2 separate regions of the Gossypium hirsutum genome follow, and region 1 is linked to region 2. Evidence: chromatin contacts called from public Hi-C data. All regions are on one chromosome and are shown on one strand. Each heading gives the region's core, a stretch centred on a gene start, on an enhancer-like site or on the middle of the called end of the contact. The rest is flanking DNA. Distances are from core to core; before and after follow the strand shown.

Region 1 (5,883 bases), core at 2,000-4,499, 120 kb before region 2:
TGAGTTATCTGGTAACCGCCACATCTGAATGATTTTGATGTCATGAATAGAGGCCATCTGGAATCTAAGTTGTTTGTTAGGCTGGGCGTTCTCGTGATTTATAACATAGTTGTCTAGGATTCTCTAAAATGATTTATGATGTTTCATTATCAATATAAGTCATGATATTTAGGTTGATCTGAGTTACGATCTGATTGGTATTCTAATTGTTACCAGAATCAATATAAGAATCCACCAAATGAAAGATCAGTTGGTAAAAGTATCCGCTTAAAAGAATATTTGTGAGAACACCATTCTGGGTAAAGTATTATATGTCCATTTGAGTGAGAATTTTCCGAAGGAGGTTCTATTTGGATATTCTTCTGAAAAGTACATTTGTTTTCCAAGTAAGGAAATAAGGTTTGTATTTAGTGTTAAAGACTAGAATCAGTTCAAAGAGTGACTTGTGAAAAGATTAATCAAGCATGGGAATTGATGAATATGTATGCGCCGTTATGGGAAAGTACCCGCCATAGATAGAGATGAAACCTAAAGCCTCCAAGGTGAAGAATTCAATTAGAAATGCTTCAAAGTAATCTAGAGTTAAAGCTCACTAAGCTCATTTGAACTTACAGGAGTTTGTACTTGTTTCAAGTTACGTTGTAAGAATGGGTATGTTAGGAGGGACCAAGCCAGGAATGCGCCAAAGTAGTAGTAAGATGGGATATTACACATACAGAGAACATCTTAGGAGTGTGGCATATAGTTCTCTACGCCATAAAGAGTCTGTTTTTAATAAAAAATTATGTTGTAGCGTTGTACACTGTTTAATACCTTAATGTAATTATATGATATTCTCTTTTACATTATAGAACAATACAAAAGTAATATGAAGTATGTTTAGATATAGTTTACGCCTGTTGTATAAATTTTCCATTAAGTGTTTTGAGTTGTAACATCCAATATCTAGATCCAGTGATTCGGGTCGGGTCGAGGGCGTTACAAAATGTGTCAATGACCACAAGTTTTTCAAATCCCTCATATCCATATTCGTAGGTGTTTATCTAAAGGCTAGAAGGCTCATAGGTGTTTTCAAAACCATTTAGTATGCATGAATATGACTTAGGAATTGGCAACCAAGTTGTTCAAGGCTACAAATAGATCTTTTAGGAAGAGACAAATACCAATTCTTAGTGTTTCTCCTCAAAGTAGTGGGAAAGGCTTTGCACTTAAAAGTGTCAAAGGCTCTTAGGATATTTGTGTACTCATTATTTTGCATTAAGTGCTCGCCTAAGTCTTTGTCCCTTTAATAAAATTCTTTGAGGAATATGAAAGTTTGCAACAAGTTAACTATTGTGTTCTCAAGTACAATGGGGTTATTACAACAAGATAGTCACTCCATGTCCTTCGTTAACTTTAAAACCTATTCTGGTAAGTATTCTAAGTGTGAGTTATGACCTTGACCTTGAGCATTAAGAGAGGAAACAACCTTATCATGTTGGGTTTGGAACTAAGAGGGGGATTATGACTTGCTCTTAACTCTTTTATTATTTTAGTATTTTGCTAGAGTTGTTCTTGGTATTGCTGACATTATTGTTCATACCTCAACTATTGTAGTGTTATTTGGTCTCTTAAAGCCCTATTTGTTCTTGCAGTTTTTGAAATTATTGAGAGTAAGAGCTAGGGTTGGAATTAAGTTTTTATGATGTTTGTTCATTAGATGTTGCCATCGGGCATAAGTTTGGTGAAGGAGGAGCAATGTGGTACCTAGGTTGTGGATGATACTAGCTTTCATAAATGTCGTTATAGGGGTTTTAAGGATGTGTTGAGTGAGGATTGTATGTTTGGCCAACAAGCTAGGTGGTAGGATTGATGGGTACAATGGGTTTTCCGAGGATGGTTCCCTCATGATGAACTATATTGTCCATACTCACCACATCAATTGTTGATGATTAAAAAAAGGTAAATAGAAAGGATGGCGGTTCACACAATGGAGAAGTATTGAGAGCCATTGGAAGAGGATAATAAAAGAGTATATAGCATTGGGTGGATGATTGAAGAAGAGGACCTCTAAAATGGATATTTATAGGCGAAGGTGATCATCCTTTGGCTTTAGATCTTGACACGTGGATTGTGCTAGTATTGTTGTAGTTGGCTACTTAGGGAGTATAATAGACGCTAACGAAATTGAAATACCCCACGTGTGTTTCATGCAAAGGAAACTAAACACATATCCTTCACGAGGTGGACCAAAAACATGTAATGTGCCGATCGTGGATACACGTGCGAGGGACAGTTGTTGTGCATAAACGATGTTGGGACCAGACGAAGTAAAGGTGACGAGGTATTTATTACAAATTCATGTGTAAATTCTACACAAATATAAAATAAACATAATATCTATTATTGACAGCAGTAACAATATCTCTTACTCCATGTTTTATTTTCACTATTATTGGTGCCAGAAAGGTTGAATAAAAACCACAGAAGCCATATCTTAGACGCTGCTAGCCACCTGCAATTGGAGTAAAAGTATTGATGATGGAGACGATGGTATGGAAAATTCTTGTCTTTTAACTTTCTGAACAACGTCTTCAGAAAGGGTCTAAAAATCTTGTCCATCTCTTTGTTTTTAAACAGCAAAATATTGGAAATTTTCTCCTATTTTCCAAAATATAAAAAAGGCTACATTACAACAGTAATGGAGATTCCCTTGTCAGTCATCTCTTTTAGTTGTAGTATTAAGACTTTTGGAAGTGTAGGTTCTTCACAGGCATAGCCTGGTCCCATCGTACTTTCAGACAAGATACCAGAATAACCCTTGCTTTTGCCCTAAAATTCCCTCACGTACATAAATCACCGGTTAAAATGAAGAAATTACATGCTAAAATATCAATCCAATTTACCCAAGAGAAGAAGAGACCATTTGCTGAATCCTGCCTAGTAATTCAGAAGCTGTCCCCTTTGAAATAATGAGGATCAACAGCAACCAAATCCTTCAATGAAATAAAATATATTTAAGCTTCATCATCGCATTTCTGTTTCTTTTGTCTTTTTTTAGACACATGCAAGAAAGATAAAAGCATATGAAACCCCAGTCTATTATTAAGTGGGACTGCGGGATTGATCTTCCCAGGCATGAATGAAATGTAAATGTAGTTGAAAGAGGAGGGCAGTTTAGTAAAGGAAAGTAGTAAGCCTAAAACAAACATGTAAATAAAGGGTAACAAGTGTTGATTGCCAAAACAAGGAAAAATCCAAAACAATTTACAAACCCTAGGTCAGCTTGTATTTATAACACCCCCTCCCTTTGTGAAACTTCAGTCTCCTGCACCTCTCTCTGCATTTCTGTACATTGCATTTTAGTTTTTTTGAGGAAAAAATAACACCCCCATGATCCTTCAAACCAGCTTTCTCTTTCTACGGTACTAAGTTGGAAAAAAATAAAAGTTAGATATGAAGGGTCGATGTTCCAAGCAAGAAGCAAAAGAAGGAATGGAAATTGATAGAATTAGAAACAGTCACAAAGATGAGCCTCCTCAGCTCTCTGGTGCTTACATTCGGAGCCTGGTTAAACAACTCACCACTTCCAGAAGTGCCAAAGACCCTGATTACGTTAATGGCCAAAATTTGAGCAAATTTGGTGAGGGTTTTAGTGCTACACCACAGACACAGAGCCAGGTGCAACCACACGCACCACCTAAACAACTTAAGAAACAGGTTCGGAGGAGATTTCATACCCGCAGGCCTTACCAACAAAGGCTGCTTAACATGGCTGAAGCTAGGAGAGAAATTGTCACTGCACTCAAGTTCCATAGAGCTGCCATGAAACAAGCCAATGAACAGCAACAAGAAGAGCAATCATCACGGTCACTCCAGCCTTCTCCTTCATTCCCACCACCTTTTGAGCAAGAACCAAAGACAAACAACTTGTCTACCTATAATATAGACTATTTTTCCCATTCCTATAGTTGGCCTCCTTCTTCTCCAAGTCCTTTTACATCTACTGCACACACTTTGAATCTACCAGACCAAACCCTAGGTCTAAACCTTAACTTTCACGATTTCAACAACATAGACTCCAACCTTTACCATAACAGAAATAACCCATCAATCTACTCATCTTCATCATCCTCATCTTCCCCAACTCTATCAGTTGTAACTGAAGATGTGCCTTCAGTTGCAGTGTCACATGAAGTGGGGCCTGGGACTATGGCCGATTCAACAGCATCCTACGGTGGGGGAGACCTGCATCAAGCTATGGACGATGAGGGAATGGCTGAGATGAGATCATTAGGAGAGCAGCATCAAATGGAGTGGAATGACACCGTGAATTTGGTAACATCAGCATGGTGGTTCAAGTTCTTGAAGAGTATGGAAGATGGGAACGAAGTGAAAGGTGAGGATGATGGGTACCACAAACCATTTGATCAAGTCATGGAACTCCCTGCCTGGTTGAATGCAAATGACTGTGGCTTGCAGCACCACCATTTCAATAATCTTTTCCCAGATTCTTACTTCCAGGATTCTGATTCTGCCTTACCTTGGTAAGTATCCAGATTTTCAAAAAAATAAAACAAGTGTTTAGAATGTATAAATTACGAATTTTTCACCGTGCTCATTCATACATTGGAAATTTAGAAATTCTCTCAAATTGGATCTAATTGAGCGGTCAAATTTTGCCAAAATGCAGTAATTTGCCTCATTCTTACCAAGAAAAGAGTCAAATTTGCCTCGTTTTCTGTAAAACATAATAAAGTTGCACCCAATGGATGCCGTGCCTTCATCCTTACAAAAGCTTCCGGCTGTAAGAGCCCAAAAAGGCCCATTAAAGCTTAACACATGGGCTTTTCTTAAGAAATTGAGTGAAATACATCAGTCCTTGAGAGTTTTTTTTTTTTTTAATTTTGTTTGATTGATATGTATTGTTGTGATTCACAGCATGGATATTGGAGAAATTGATGGAATTGATGGGGATTGGCATTGGCTGGCTTAATTCACAAGGATTGTTTACGTTTTTAATTAATCAATATCATCTCACCTCCCTTTTGTTTTTTTTTTTATTTTGATTAAGTCCCTTTCTCCCATACTTTTTCTTTTTCTTTTTACCTATAGTACTTTTAGAGATATCTCAATCTAAAAAAGAAAAAAATATGAGAAAGGTGGCAAGTGGCAAAGCCATTGAAGAAAATAGCATAAAATGTCGGTATCAAGTATCAAGAGAGGAGTTTGCTTTTTGCCTCTACCATTAATGCACTAAATTTTCCAACACCAACAATTTTCTTTGTATTTTTCTCATCTTGTCTTCTTCTAGTTTTCCAGCTCACCTGCATGCGATTTCTCTATGGAAAATTATTATTTGGTTATTTATAAATGATATTATATGTAATTTCGGTTATTGATTAAATTTATACCTATTAATTGCAATAAAATATTAAAGATTACATACGGTAACTTTAAGTCACTTGTTTCCTCGGTTTATAGTGAAAATGGCATAAATGTGATGCTTTATTCAAGAGTTAGAATATCGGATTGAGTCCAAAATTTTGCACCAAATTTGAGATGTTTTCGACAAAATTATCAAATCTGATATGATTTTTTTTTTAACATGGAAGATTCAAAGTTTGAGTTCAACTCAAGCGTACTCGTTGCAATAATTTATATAGTATAAAATTAATAATACATAAAATTAAATTAATAATATATTATTAAGTAAATACTACAAAATTATGCTAACTTACTTATATTTAAAATTTTAATAAATGAAAATATATAAAATTATTAAATATTAAATTAAAATTAGTATAAATATTTTTAAAAAGTTAAAAATAATATAAGTTTACCTAAAATGGACTTGAGTTAGTAATTTACAAATATAGATAAATTTGGTAAAACTTTTAGGCC
Region 2 (5,953 bases), core at 3,115-5,614:
AACAACAACAGTATCAATAAGACAAAACTCAATGAACAACTTTTACTTATTTCAATACTTATATAAAATGATTTATTGAATTGGTATAACGAGTTAACTTATCATTATTTTAAAACCCTCTTCTAATAAAAAAGTAATATTAATATAATTATGTGGTCGTCTTTTTACTCTTTTTATATGAAAAGTTTGAGTAGAACAACTAAAAACAATGTGTAAAGACAGAGAAAAAAAATGTCTAAAGATAATGTCTAAGTATTTAACTCAAGCCTAAAGAATGTTTAACCATAAACATTTTACTAATTCACTTATAACTCAATTATTGATTTTTTTAAATAATATTGAGGGTAATATGGTTCGAACCCATGTCGAGCAATTTTTTTATAAATATAATTTTAATCTCATATTTTTCTTTCACTTACATGACAAAATCTAGTAATATTTATGTTGCTCTTTTTAAATAAATTTATTTTTTTTTTACAATTGGGAAGGGAAATAAAATTGCTTATGATCGAACATAAACTCTCGTAGTTACAACATAATGCTTTTGTCATTTGATCAAAAAGTTGTTGGCTTAAATAAAATTATTATTTAATAATAGTTTCACTTAATACATTAAAAGTAATCATCTAAAATAACTATTGAATTTATATAATATATCATCATAAATAATATTTTTGTTAATTCTTATTGAGTGCTTGTAAATTTACAAGGATTAATTATATATATTACTTGACTTAATATATACAAAATTAATTTTGTATATCTAGTAATTAAACTATGAATATCACATTACTTGAAAAGTCAAGCATGAATACTATAATTTAAGATACTCGTTTTTATTTATTTAGTATGAATAATTTGAGCTAAGTGCTCTGTACTTAATAAGAAGGGTACTTTGACTCATATTGAACTAGTAAATTATTCAATTTAAGAGATGACCAGTTGGTACAATCAATTTTTTATATTTATGGTTATACCCCAACCTTTCGGGATGTAATATAGACAATGTTGACCTCGTGTTAACTTCATTTGAGAAGGTGTCTCGCTTGATCACGTTTGACCACCCGCTTTAAACAAAGATATATCCCCCCTCCCGTGTTTTCATCCGTCATATCAAGAAATGGCCAAGCAACCACTTTCTAAGTGTTAACATTTCTCAACCCTTGAACCGATATGGGATCCACCCGGGTATAACAATCTTGTATTGATCAAATTCGTAATAGAATAGGCCCTACAATGCACGTTCTTCATGTATCAGATGATGATAACTTCCTTCATGATGATCTGTCATGTCATACTAGTGAAAATGAAGACCTCCTTATAAGTATCCTCATCAACGATGAAGAAATGATCAACTTTTTTAATACCATGAAGTTATTATGCTCAATTGCTTCCTCAAGCAGCTAATCTATCCTCTTATTCTTGAATTGACTCTTCACTTCTTTAGGTGAACCGACCTCTATAGCCCCAATGTGATCTCTTTCGTATCTCCTCATTGACTTCCTCTCTTGTTGTACACTATATCTACATTTATAAAATAATCTAAATCATAATTTAGGGCTAATTTAAAAATTGAAGCTATCATATTATTATTTGCATTAGAATAGTTAGGTCAAATATTTTTAAAAATTTAGTTATATATTTTCATTATTTTTAATTATGATTTTCATCACCTTGAAAAAGTTGATCCATCTATATTTGTATGTAAAAATTTGGTATTTATATTTTGTGAGAACCAAGAAATTAATTTGATTGTTGATAATTAGATGGAATTGAATAATTGATTTTAGCTAATTCTTGGCTTATAAATTTTCAAACTACAAATTTTAATTGTGTTGGATTAATTTCTCTATTTTCATAAGTCAAAATAACTAAATTTGGATAAATTAAAATAGAGAGACTAATTGTTCAAAATTTTGTAAAGCAATATGTTTTAAAAATAAAAAATGTTTGCATGTTAAAGTCGACAATGGATCTGTATTATTTTCCAACAAGATTATGCCTCCAAAGTCCAAAGGGTAGGGAAATGTGAAGAAGAAAGCTTAAGTGGTGTATGTGGAAATTACCACTCAACTCACTTTTCTTTGCTGACACAAAATTTGGTAGCTTAGTCTCAACAACACTTTCTCCTTTCATTTTTGTGGAATAATTTTTTGCACTTAGAAGAGTATGCTGTAAGACCAAAAAGCCAGCACCTTGCATATATATTAAAGAAAATGATTTCCATTGTTTCCTCCTTTTCTTTTTCTTCTTCTACTTGTTCCTACTTTTGAAATTTAAAATTTAAAATTCAATTAATAATAATATTAATTGACTTCTTCTAAATTTGAACCTACTTTATCAATTAAAATTAATTTTTTAAATCAATATTAAAATGTAACATATTCAAAATTAACGAAAATTCATAAATAATGTTACCAAATAGATTTTTATAATTTTAAAATGAAAAAAAAAGATCAAAATGACTAAATTGGTGAAAATAAAAGCATCAAACCTAGTTTTTAAATCAACCCTGTAGAAGATTTTGATATTTTAAATTAATTTTTAATATTTTTATCTTAACTATTTTTAAAATAAAATATAAACATTTAATTAAATTAGTCAACGTAATTAATAATTTTAAAATATATTTATATGCATGTAATACGTAAATAATATATAAATATTTTTAAAATATAGATAAATTAATACCAAAATAAAAACGGTAGTGAGTTGGAAATTATTTAAACCTTAATTAAGAAATAAAATAGAAAGAAGATAGAAGAAAAAGAGGGGAGGGGTGAGAAATTGAAGCATGTGGCAGTTGTCAAAACTGCAGTTTCCCAGCACCACACTGGCTCAATGCGGTGCGTGCATCACGTCACATTTTATTAAATCCTAACTTCTTTGGGGACACACACGCTTCATTATTCATTATTATCAAAAGGAAGACCTCAACTCATATACATAAGCAACAAAAGACTTCTTCGGTAAAAAACAAAATATAACTTTCCTTAATTTGAATTTCCACAACTTAATTACTCAAATCAAATATATATAAAAATTCTTTCTTGGTTTTCTTCCCCTGATTAGAGTTATTAATTAAATCAAATATTAATTTTTTTGAAAAATATGAAATTGGTAAGTTTGGTGATAGAGGGAGTGCCTACTCCCCTCACCAACATCAAATCTTTAAAGACACAATTTCCATATTTAAGGTATTAACAATTTATTGGACTATATTAATTATATGGTTGGTATTTAGCCATTATAAAAAAAATTATATTACTTCGAGAATTTTATATTGGTTGGATTGATATTAAATTACGCAAGATAATTTGTTGGATCATGATTTTAGTTGTCAAGAGTCTATATTTACAGTGTTTGATATTATTATAATGTATTAAACTTATTTTGTTGTTGCTTTAGTGGGATCGATATAGATATCTTCATATGTAAGCAAGTCTTGAAATTAAGTCTACATATTTGAGAGTCTTGAATAGGTGATTGTACTAAGAGTTAAGCACTTAATATGTTCTTTTCATAATATTATTGTGTGAGTACAATTTGATAGTAAAATCTTGTGTTATGATTTTACTTGTTGAATTCAAAAATGATGAATTTAGTGGTGAGAGTATTATATCTTCAAAGTACAACAATAAAGAAAATTATCACGATATGTTCACTTTTATATTTGTTGAAGTGAGTACATACTTTTGATTAAGCACTCCGCATAAGTAGAAAAACATTTTATGGGGTGGTTGAAGAAGTGCCACCACTTCAATTTAAGGTCTTTAAAATCTAATACTTTAGTAAACTTGAAGCCTTTTAAAAAAGTAAAGCTCCACTTCCACGACTAGTAATATTTAGCCTAGTTAATTAATTATAAGGTTATGATATTTAGATATAGCATGTATAATATTATTAGGGTCATGCATGGTTTTGGACTGAGCTTTACGTCATACGCGGAGATTTTCCAGTCTTCTGAAGGTTTCCACCATTTTTACTAATTTAAAAGAAAAAAAAGGTTTATTTACAATGTCAAATACTTTATTATTAATTGAAAAAAGAAAAGAGAAAACCCACAGTATTTAATTGTTTGGTAAAAAATAAAATTTTGTACATACGCAGTAGTCATGGAGAAGATGGAAAAAGGGCAGTAAATAATGGTTGTTGAGGATTGTGGATTTTTTTTTTTTTTTTTTGACGAGACAAGCCCTTGCCTCTTTTCATAAAGAATGATTTTATTTCATAATTCATAAGACGACAGAACAAACTCCCAAACAGGAAGAAGACAGCAGAGAAAGAAAGCCATCAAAGTGCCCTGAAAAGCAAGACAGCAAGGGCGGATCCTTATGGGCCTAGCCTCAAAAATATGGGAAATTTTGAAAGTTTTAATAAATTTTAGTTAGGCGTCAAAAATCCTTATGGGCCTAGGATCCATCACTGCAAGAAAGCATCCTCGAGATCAAAATAACATTTGATCCAAGAATTATGTTCTGAGGTCTAGTAAAATTTTTTTTAAAATTAGGAGTTAAATGAGATTTTTTTTAAAAAAAATTTTGAGGTCTAATTAACCTTTTTATAAAATTAATAAAAATTTTCAAAAATTTAAGGAGGCTTAACTAAAATTTCCTAGAACTTTGAAAGGAAAGTTTCATTATTGATTACCAAACATGTTTTTCAATTTCCAAAAGTACAAAAAATAAAATTAAAATTATTTTTAAAAATGAAAATAGAAAATATTTTCAAGAATCAAATCCAGCCTAATGCTCTTATATAATTTTATAAACAAACATTACTAGTTTTTGGTCCATGTGATGCATGGGTTTGAATTTTTATATTAACATTATTGATATTAATTCATTTTTTGGTATATAATTTTTATTTAAAATTTGTAACTTTCATAATCTGATCTAGACGTTAAGTCCGAATTCAGAAGATTACATTGGCCACCAAAATTATCAGTAAGTTAACGGAGTTTATAAAACAGACATTTTAAGCATTTGTTTATTTTAGAGGAAAACTTAGTTAATTTCCATTTTATTTATTACTCAAATTTTATTTATAATCTAGTAGCGGAAAAGTGATATTCAACTTAGTTTTAATTAAGTAAAATTAGAATTATTTTATGCATAATTAATTTAAAATTCATGTTTCAATATCCTAAATTTGAATTAAATATCATGCATACTAAATAAACTCAAAATCATAGTCCCATGCCACAATTCAAATAAAGCGATACAATTCCAAAATAACAGAAATTTTAAGTAGTAAATCTAAAATACTTTTTAATAAAAAAGATCAATTCGAGCCGAGCCTTTCGTATGCGGAGTCCATGTCATAACCTGGTGGGTTATCTGTAAATATAGAAATAATGGGGGAGTGAGCTTAAGAAGCTCAATGTGAGTTCAATCATAAGAAAACCAATGCAAGCGGTAGACAAATCATACAAAATTGTGACAGCCCTAATGTGACCCTAGTCGGGAAGTGGTTTCGGGACCACAAAACCGAGTTATAAAAATAATTAATTGCTATATTCTATGTTTATTATGTGTGTGTACATGCATATGTGGAAGTTTCATTCCCTAATTTTGCCAATTGCATGAGGAATTATTAAATAGGGATCAACATGAGACATGGTGAAATATGATAGGCTAATTTTAAAGGGCTTATTAGTGCATGTCAAAACAAGGGTGGACTTGCATGTCAAATTGCCCAATTCCCTTATAGTGGCCGGCCAAGATGGATTGATGATGGGCAATATATTTGTTGAATTTGATATTATAATAAGAAATTGGGTTATTGGAGTATAATAAATAAAAGAAAGAATAAAAGAAAAAAAGAAAGGTAATGAAAACAAAGCTTGTATCCTTGGTTCTTCTTGGCCGATTGTAAAGAGGAAGATAGGAGGGAAACATTCGGTCACTTGAAGCTTGAGAAGGTTAGTAAAAATTTTGCTAGTTTTTGAAAT

The links. Hi-C and Micro-C count contacts between places; a contact is called where the count stands out from the background.
Region 1: a contact with region 2 is called in a Hi-C map of leaf, with 2.8 times the contacts expected there. The contact joins the promoter of LOC107901004 here to the enhancer-like site in region 2. A contact is called at or near these places in 7 of 34 Hi-C or Micro-C datasets (hypocotyl, leaf, petal and 1 more).

What each region holds. Positions count from the first base shown.
Region 1 is chrD06:16,538,064-16,543,946 of Gossypium_hirsutum_v2.1, reverse strand. LOC107901004 reads left to right here and starts at 3,249. Exons shown (of 2, transcript XM_016826819.2): 1 at 3,249-4,526; 2 at 4,921-5,042. The coding sequence starts at 3,436. The coding sequence ends at 4,975.
Region 2 is chrD06:16,424,097-16,430,049 of Gossypium_hirsutum_v2.1, reverse strand. No RefSeq gene overlaps it. Among protein-coding and RNA genes, the nearest start is that of LOC121219016, 19 kb to the left of the region's middle. Within about 2 kb of position 4,364, at least 4 of the 9 cell types and tissues checked have an H3K27ac peak or open chromatin away from gene starts, as enhancers often do. A contact at or near this core is called in hypocotyl and leaf, where this site is marked.